2 separate regions of the Macaca mulatta genome follow, and region 1 is linked to region 2. The links are chromatin contacts, called in public Hi-C maps. All regions are on one chromosome and are shown on one strand. The core of a region is the stretch at or near the end of the contact, and the rest is flanking DNA. Distances in the headings are between cores, read along the strand shown.

What was found. Hi-C and Micro-C count contacts between places; a contact is called where the count stands out from the background.
Region 1: a Hi-C map of fetal cortical plate shows a contact between it and region 2, with 1.8 times the contacts expected there. The contact joins the promoter of TBCD here to the promoter of WDR45B in region 2. A contact is called at or near these places in 2 of 14 Hi-C or Micro-C datasets (fetal cortical plate and liver).

Annotation. Positions count from the first base shown.
Region 1 is chr16:92,464,250-92,468,752 of T2T-MMU8v2.0, reverse strand. It overlaps TBCD (tubulin folding cofactor D), which reads right to left and starts at 1,285. Exons shown (of 39, transcript XM_077973415.1): 1 at 973-1,285. The coding sequence starts at 1,156. All of the region lies in intron 1 of RAB40B (RAB40B, member RAS oncogene family), which reads left to right. FN3K (fructosamine 3 kinase) reads right to left here. Exons shown (of 5, transcript XM_077973491.1): 5 at 1,932-2,545. The coding sequence ends at 2,207.
Region 2 is chr16:92,359,232-92,363,425 of T2T-MMU8v2.0, reverse strand. WDR45B (WD repeat domain 45B) reads left to right here and starts at 1,986. Exons shown (of 10, transcript XM_028837040.2): 1 at 1,986-2,156. The coding sequence starts at 2,090. It overlaps LOC114673233 (a long non-coding RNA gene), which reads right to left and starts at 1,923. Exons shown (of 3, transcript XR_003723959.2): 1 at 1,819-1,923.

The sequences.
Region 1 (4,503 bases), core at 36-2,535, 110 kb before region 2:
AGAAATCTGGCTTCACTGGTTCCTGGATGAGGGTCCCTCACCCTCAGAACAGTTCTGCACAGAGGTATCGTTATTCGCCCCAGCTTACAGCCGAAGAAACGGGCAATGAAGTATCAGGTCCAAGTGACAGGGCCAGAATTCACAGGCAGGAGCATCTGACGCCGTAGCCCGCACTCCCCCGCCACGGGCCCCCACCCTGCCTGACTCCTAAAATCAGAGTGCTGTCATCGCAGAAGTTCTTCTTACTCAAAGGGTCTACAAAGATGATTTCACTGATTTACAAAACCCTACGTAACTATTTAACTACGAGGTCCTAAGGACTTGTTTGGAAATAACCCACTAGAGACAGCGGTAAAGGTGGATCTGAACTCCGAGAATTGAGATGCATCGAATGGCCTCCACGGGGTACCCACACCGCACCCCGCCTGCAGAGGCACGGACCCGGCCAGCCAGCCCGCGCTGTCCACCGCGTCCACGGAACCGGCAGGCTGCTGCCCTCCCCACCCACGGCGCCCTTTGTTTGCAGGTTTGTTCCCTGCGTTCCCCCTCCCGTTCCCTATCTCCCTGTCCACACGGCATTCACAGGAACCGCGCTCGGTGGAGGCAGGCACGGCAGGGCTGACCGGCCGTCCGGAGGGGGCTGGCCCGAGTCTCCCCGGCCCGGGCACCTCCTCCAGTGACGGGGACGGGGCGGGAGGCCGCAGAGGCTTCACCCCGCGCGCGAGCAGGCGCTCCGCGGGCCACAGTCCCCCCAAGGGCGGCGCGCGTCTGCCCCGTGCACCTAACGCCGCGCCCGCGTGGCCCTCTCCCGCCTGGGAAGGCCGCGCCCCACCACGGCCCGCGGGACCGCGCACCGGCAGCCCTCGCAGAGCGGCCGGCGCCGTCGGGCTGCGGTCCCCGCCCAGGAAAGTGCACCCGGGGCGCCGAGCCCGGGCTGGGGGAGGAAGCGGGCGCGCGACCCCGCCCACGCACCGCGGAACCGCTCCAGGGCCACCTCGCGCGCCACGCCGCCGCCGTGCACCTCCCGCAGGCGGCCCAGCAGCGCCCGGGTCTCCGCGCTCTCGCCGAACGCTTCCAGCGCCGCGCGGAAGACCAGTGTCTCCTCCTCCGCCTCCTCCTCGGGGCCGCCCGCGGCCGGCTCGTCGCTCAAGGCCATCTCGGCTGCCTGGGGACCGCGCCTCCGCCTCACGGACTCGCAGCTCCGACTCCGCTAGAGCGTGAGCGCCGGGGATGAGAGATGAGGGATGAAAAGGAGGCGCCCGCTGAGGCGGCAACCGACGCTGGCCCCGCCCCGCGACCTCCGACCCCGCTCGCCGGCCTCGCTACGGAACGCGCCGGCCGCCAAACTACCGCGCGCGGGACCGCGCCGTGCACGTGAGGACGCGAGCGGGGGCGGGGCCCAAAGGTTCTGGAAGAGCGCGCCGCGGACAGACACGGGGCGCGAATGGAGCCGGGACCGCTCGGCGGAGCCTGAGCACGCGGTGGGCGGGGAGGGGGCGGGGCTGCGGGTAGGGCCGGGGGACGCCGGGGCGGGGCCTGAGCACGCGTGGGCAGGCGGCGGGGCTGACGCGACGGGGGCGGGGCCCGGGCACGCGTGGGCGGGAGGGGCGGGGCTTGCGGTGGGGCCGGAGGGGGTGGGCGGGGCCTCAACACGCCTAGGGCAGGGGCGGGTATGCGAGGTGGAGCCGCGGGAAGGTGGAGCGGGGCGGGGTCTGAGCACGCGTGGGGGCGCGAGGCGGGCCCAGGGACCCACCCCTCAGAGCCTACCGCCCTGACTCCCACTCCCGCCGCGCTGGGACCCGCGGAATTTGGTCTTGGCCACCGGGTCCGCGTGCGTTTCCCCTGAACCGCCGCAAACACGTCCGCGCACAGCTGGCCGTGCGTCTGGCCCTGAAAAGCAGCCCCACGCGCGGAGGAAGGAGGCGCAGGACGCCAGCCGAGGCCCGCTGCGGGCTTTATTGGTCCCCAGGATCTGGGAGGGGGAAGGGGGACGGGGACGGGGGGCAGGGACGGGGGGGATGGAACCGGGGGTCGGAGACGGGGGGACGGGGGGGACCGAGCTGGGGGTCGGGGACGGGGGACAGGGACAGAGGGGACGGGGACAAAGGGACGGGAACAGGGGGGCAGGGACCGGGGGGACGGAACCGGGGGTCGGGGACAGGGGCAGGGGGAAGGGGGGCAAGGGCATGAGCAGGGGCAGGGGCCGCTACTTGAGCAGCCTCCGCATGGTGCCCAGCGAAGGGCTCCTGTACTCCCGCCCGAAGTGGTTCCAGTGGTTCAGGTAGTTGAACAGCTGGTAGAGCAGCAGCCGCTGGTCGAAGCCCGGAGCCTTGGGGATCTTCCGGTGGTAGGCGGTGAAGAAGGATCTGGGGAACCCCCCAAACATCAAGGCGATTGCCAGTTCAAACTCCGAATGGCCATAGAAGGAAGCCGGGTCGTAAATAATGGGCCCCACGTCGTCCTCAGCCACGTTTCCTGACCAGAGATCCCCGTGGAGCAACGCGGGGACAATCTCTAGGCCACAAAACAGATCCGGGATCTTCACCTACGGGAGCAACGGCTGCGTTACCGCCGGCCTCAGGGCGCCCCGGCCTCGTTCTTGGAAATAAGGCAAAGCCCACTCGCGAGCCGCTCTGGTGTCCAGCCCCAGCACCGCCTGCGAGCCCAGAAATAGGGGCCACCTGACTTCAGGGAGTCCAGCTTTGTCTCACTTAGGATTTCCTCCTAATTTAGGTCCAGAAGCTCCACGCAGTGGAGAACCTCCGGGGCTGCAATGTTAATCAATCCGCAGAATAGGAAGCAGTGTTGCGCTACCTTCACAAACTCTCTCCACTTTTATTTCACTACGCAGATATGTCTGCAGGTTTTGTTTGTTTTTTCTTTGAGATGAAGTCTCGCTCTGTCACCCAGGCTGGAGTGCAATGGCGCCATCTCGGCTCACTGCACCCTCCGCCTCCCGGATTCAAGAGATTCTCCTGCCTCAGCCTCCCGAGTAGCTGGGATTACAGGCATGCACCACCATGGACGGTTAATTTTTGCATTTTTAGTGGAGACGGGGTTTCACCATGTTGGCCAGGCTGGTCTCAAACTCCTGACCTCAAGTGATCCGCCCACCTAGGCCTCCCAAAGTGCTAAGATTACAGGCGTGAGCCACCGTACCCAGCCTAGTTTCTTCATTAATGAGTTAAAGTCTCTTTGATGCATACTCACTCTGGATTGACATGCACATTCTTTTTTAACATTTTGAGAGTTATATTTTGATTTTTTTTTTCTTTTTGAGACAGGATCTCACTCTGTCGTCCAGGCTGGAGTGCAATGGTGCAATCTCCACTCACTGCAGCCTCCACCTCCCAGGTTCAAGCAATTCTCCTGCCTCAGCCTCCCGAGTAGCTGGGATTACAGGCATGCACCACCATGCACGGTTAATTTTTGCATTTTTAGTGGAGACAGGGTTTCACCATGTTGGCCAGGCTGGTCTCAAACTCCTGACCTCAAGTGATCCGCCCACCTAGGCCTCCCAAAGTGCTGCTAACAGGCCTGAGCCACCGCGCCTGGCCGAGAGTTATGTTTTGAAATTGGTCACTCTGGCCGGGCGCGGTGGCTCAAGCCTGTAATCCCAGCACTTTGGGAGGCCGAGACGGGCGGATCACGAGGTCAGGAGATCGAGACCATCCTGGCTAACACGGTGAAACCCCGTCTCTACTAAAAAATACAAAAAAAAAACTAGCCGGGCGAGGTGGCGGGTGCCTGTAGTCCCAGCTACTCGGGAGGCTGAGGCAGGAGAATGGCGTGAACCGGGGAGGCGGAGCTTGCAGTGAGCCGAGATCTGGCCATTGCACTCCAGCCTGGGCGACACAGCAAGACTCCATCTCAAAAAAAAGAAAAAAAGAAAAAGAAATTGGTCACTCTGGAGCATCTGGTACCTACATCTTCCCATGGGAGAGGAACAGGATGGATGGACAAGTGTTACTGATAGTAAGAAAAGTAATCATGGTAAACGCCACCATTTACAAGCACCTGTGTTTCACGTGAGGAAAGTCTGAGGTTAAATACCTGGGAACCCAGCGGTGGAGAGGGGCACTAGGAGCCAAGTGTGTCTTCACTTCTCACCCCTTTCGGATTCCCTGTCAGGGGAACCCCCTACCCCTGCCCCCCTTCCTCCCTGATGTGTCTCTGACTTGACCTGCTATGCTCCAGATCTCAGTGTTCCCTGCTCCAGCTCAGTTTTACAGAGGACCCCACCCAAATGCAGTGGGATCATGAGAGAACCAGCTCTTTGCCACAGAAGTCACTGCTGTGCCCACCTGTAGCCGGGACCAGAGTTCTCGAGCCTCTCGGTCAGCATAGTCCTTCTCAATGAGGTCCAGCTGCGCCTGGAGCCGGTGCCGGGCGAAAAAGGTCGGCCAGTCATCCTGCCACTCATTCACCTGGGCAACAAGGGAAAAGAGGCCAGTGTTGCAATTCGGAGCCACGTGCTGCTAAACCCTAGAGGGACTATTAAAA
Region 2 (4,194 bases), core at 737-3,236:
CTGCGTCCTGTGAGCAACGTGACCTGAGGGCCCGGAGTCCTGCGGGGGCTGTGCTGTGTGAGGGCCACCTGTCCTTTAGGTGGAGTCCTAAAGGGCTGTGTCCTCTATGGGCTGTGTGTCCTAGGGGGCCCCTATGTCCGGGGGTGGGGACTCTGTGACCTGGAGGGGGCCTCTGCCTTGGGGGGGGCACATGTCCTTGGGGGCGCTTCTGTGTCCTGGGAGGCCTCTGTGTCCTGGGGGTCTGCGTGTCTTGGGGGGCTCTGTGTCCTGGGGGTCCTGTGTCCTGGGGGTCTGCGTGTCTTGGGGGGCTCTGTGTCCTGGGGATCTGCGTGTCCTGGGAGGCCTCTGTGTCCTGGGGGTCTTTGTGTCTTGGGGGGGCTCTGTGTCCTGGGGATCTGCGTGTCCCGGGAGGCCTCTGTGTCCTGGGGGTCTGCGTGTCTTGGGGGGCTCTGTGTCCTGGGGGTCCTGTGTCCTGGGGGTCTGCGTGTCTTGGGGGGCTCTGTGTCCTGGGGAGGCCTCTGTGTCCTGGGGATCTGCGTGTCTTGGGGGGCTCTGTGTCCTGGGGAGGCCTCTGTGTCCTGGGGGTCTGCGTGTCTTGGGGGGGCTCTGTGTCCTGGGGGTCTGCGTGTCTTGGGGGGCTCTGTGTCCTGGGGAGGCCTCTGTGTCCTGGGGGTCTGCGTGTCTTGGGGGGGGCTCTGTGTCCTGGGGGTCTGCGTGTCTTGGGGGGCTCTGTGTCCTGGGGAGGCTGTGTGTTTCCCAGGGGGCTGTGAGTCCTGGGAGGCCCCTGTGTCTTCTGGGCAATGTGACCTGAGGGCCTGGAGTCCTGCGGGGGCTGTGCTGTGTGAGGACCACCTGTCCTTTCGGTGGGGTCCTAACGGTTGTGTCCTCTATGGGCTGTGTGTCCTGGGGGGGGGCTGCGTGTCCTGGGAAGGTCTCTGTCCTGGCGGTCGGTGTGTCCTGAAGGGGGTCCCTAGTATTGTGGCGCTTCTGCGCTTGCCTCTCCTGAGGGATGATGCACCGGGCCTCAGTTTGGGTCAGCCTCCCTCACCGGCTCTCCCTCCTTCCTCTGACCGTCAGGTGTCGGTGCCAAGCCCTCAAGGGGCCATCCTCCGTCCCACGGCGACCCCGCGCATGACAAGGCCGGACCCTCCCTCGAACTTGCTCGATGCTCCCGCCCCGCCCCGCCCCTCCCGCCCCGCCCCCCTCGTCCCGCCCCCCTCGTCCCGCCCCTCCCGCCCCGCCCCGCCCCGCCCGCCCCTCCTCGCCCCGCCCCCCTCGTCCCGCCCCGCCCGCCCCGCCCGCCCCGCCCCTCCCCGCCCGCTCCTCCTCGCCCCGCCCCTCCCCTCCCGCCCCTCCCGCGCCTCCCGCCCCTCCCCTCCTCGCCCCGCCCCTCCCCGCCCGCCCCGCCCCCCTCGTCCCGCCCCTCCCGCCCCGCCCGCCCCTCCCCTCCCACCCCTCCCGCGCCTCCCGCCCCGCCCCTCCTCGCCCCGCCCCGCCCCTCCCGCCCCGCCCCCCTCGTCCCGCCCCTCCCCTCCCCTCCCGCCCCTCCCGCGCCTCCCGCCCCGCCCCTCCTCGCCCCGCCCCTCCCCGCCCGCCTCTCCCCACCTCGCCCCGCCCGCCTCGCCCCACCTCGCCCCGCCCGCCTCGCCCCTCCTCGCCCCGCCCAGTCCCTCCCGGCCTCGCCTCTCCCCGCCGCTCCCCGCCTCGCCCCGTCCCGCCCCTCCCCGCCTCGCCCCGCCCCTCCCCGCCCCGCCCCTCCCCGCCCCGCCCCTCCCCGCCCCTCCCCGCCCCGCCCCTCCCCTCCCTGCCCGGCCTTGCCTCGCCTCGCTTTGGTTAGATGCGCTCGGCGCTCCATAGGTTCCCTGGGGGGCGCGCGTGCACGCACGGACGTCCAGCACGCACGCACATCTAGGACGCACGCACGTCCAGCACGCACGCACGTCCAGCACGCACGCACGTCCAGCACGCACGCACGCACGTCCGGCACTTCCGGCCGCGGCGGCCTCAGCGCCGGCCAGAGGGGACCAGACCGCCGGCCCCGGCGAGCGGCATGCGGCGCTGAGGAGCGGCGGCCCAGCATCGCGGAGCCATGAACCTCCTGCCGTGTAACCCTCACGGCAACGGGCTGCTCTACGCCGGCTTCAACCAGGACCACGGTGAGGAGGCGCGAGGCGCGGCCCTGTCGCCCTGCCTGCCCGGGCCTTCCCGCAGCCCGGGGTCCCCGACTCTCCGGCCTCTCCCGGGCGCCCCTTTCCGGCCAGGCTTTCCCACCCGGGACCCCAGCCCCGCCCGAGCTCCCCTCCGAAGTCTCCGGCTCCGGCCCTCGCCGCCGCTCCCAGCCTCAGCCGGGGTCCGGACCAGGCCCGAACCGGCTCCCACCCTCCCGGCCTTTCGTCCCCCGCTCACCCCCGGGTTGTGGCCGCTCCCGGCCGGCGGTCCCGGGCCGAGGTCGAGGTTGGTGGGAGACGGCGCAGAACCCCGGCCTCCTGCGCGGCCGCCCCTCCGCGCGCGCCACGCCCACTCGGGTCCCCTGGCTCCCTGCGGGCTCCCTGGTTATCGGGATTTTCCGCGCAGCGTGATTGACGCGCTGCGCGGAACCCCGTTTTGCCCCCTGCTCCTTTCAGGGTGTTTAGCAGGTAGCCCGTGGCTGAGCCGAATCCGCTTGGGTTCACTGGAGCCGCGGAGTCGGCGCCCCTGACGCCTCTGGTGGCGAGTGGCGCGGGTGGGGTGCGGGTCCCCCCTCTCCGGTCAGTTTCAGTCGGAAACTCACTCTCCCCGCCCCCACTCCCCGGGATTTTTCCTCGTGTTTGGTGGAATAAAATGACTTAAGGGAGGCCCGAGGGAAATCCTACTTCTTTTCCCATGTCGGAATCCAGGTGTAAGCACTGGATGATTTAAAGCGCCCAGGGAAGGTGACCTCCTTCCCCGCAGGTGCTTCAGAGCGGCGCGGTCGGGTTCCCGCGGGAGGCGGGCGGGACCTGGATTCGGATGGTTGCCTCCCCCGCTCCCATTTGAAGGGCGCACTTCCCAAAGGTCATGATGGGGAAGAAAAGGAATGACCGTTATTCCGAGACAGACTTCTGCGAGCCTTTACGTGTTGGTTTTGGAAGTTTTGTCTTTGAAGAGAATCCAGGCAGGTGCTGTATGATCCCGTATTTGTGAAGACAATTTTATTTATTTATTTATTTTATTTTGAGGCGGAGTCTAATTCTGTCGCCCAGGCTGGTGCGATCTGGACTCACTGCAACCTCCTCCCGGGTTCAAGCGATTCTCCTGCCTCAGGCTGCGGATTAGCTGGGATTACAGGCGCCCACCACCACGCCCGTCTAATTTTTGTATTTTTAGTAGAGACGGGGTTTCACCACGTTGGCCAGGCTGGTCTCCAACTCCTGACCTCAGATGATCCCCCCGCCTGGGCCTCCCAAAGTGCTGGGATTACAGGCGTGAGCCACCGCACCCAGCTGGATTACACGTACTTAAAAGAACTGGTCAGTGATTCTGATGCCCTGGGGCCAATCAGGCTTCCTGGGCGCTGCCAGCTTCCCCAGGGTTGTGTGCTGGGGTTTCTCTGGGAAGAAAGTTTTGCTGAGATGGCAAGGGAGATGCCCAGCTTCCTCAGAGGGTGGTTTCCAACCATCTGGTGTTTGTAATGCCTTCTTTTTACTGAAGTGTGCTATACCTGTAGAAGGGTGGATAGATCGTAAGTGTTCAAGTGATGAATTTTCCAAACTGAACACAGGTGTCACTAACAATTAAGAAATTGAACATACCTGGCCACCCTTGATTCCAATAAATGCTCCCTACCTGACTTGTGACGTCATAGATTAGTTTTGCCTACTTCTGTACTTTATTTTTGTACTTTTTTTTGTTTCTAGCTTTTTTTTTTTTTTGAGACGGAGTTTCACTCTTGTTGCCGAGACTGGAGTGCAATGGCTCGATCTAGGCTCACAGCAAACTCTGCCTCCCAGGTTCAAGCAGTTCTCCTGCCTCAGCCTCCCAAGTAGCTGGGATTACAGGCATGCACCACCACGCCTGGCTAATTTTGTATTTTTAGTAGAAATGGGGTTTCTCCATGTTGAGGCTGGTCTCCGAACTCCTGACCTCAGGTGATCCGCCCGCCTCAGCCTCCCAAAGTGCTGGGATTACAGGCATGAGCCACCGTGCCCGGCCGTTTTGTAGCTTTCTTACTCAACA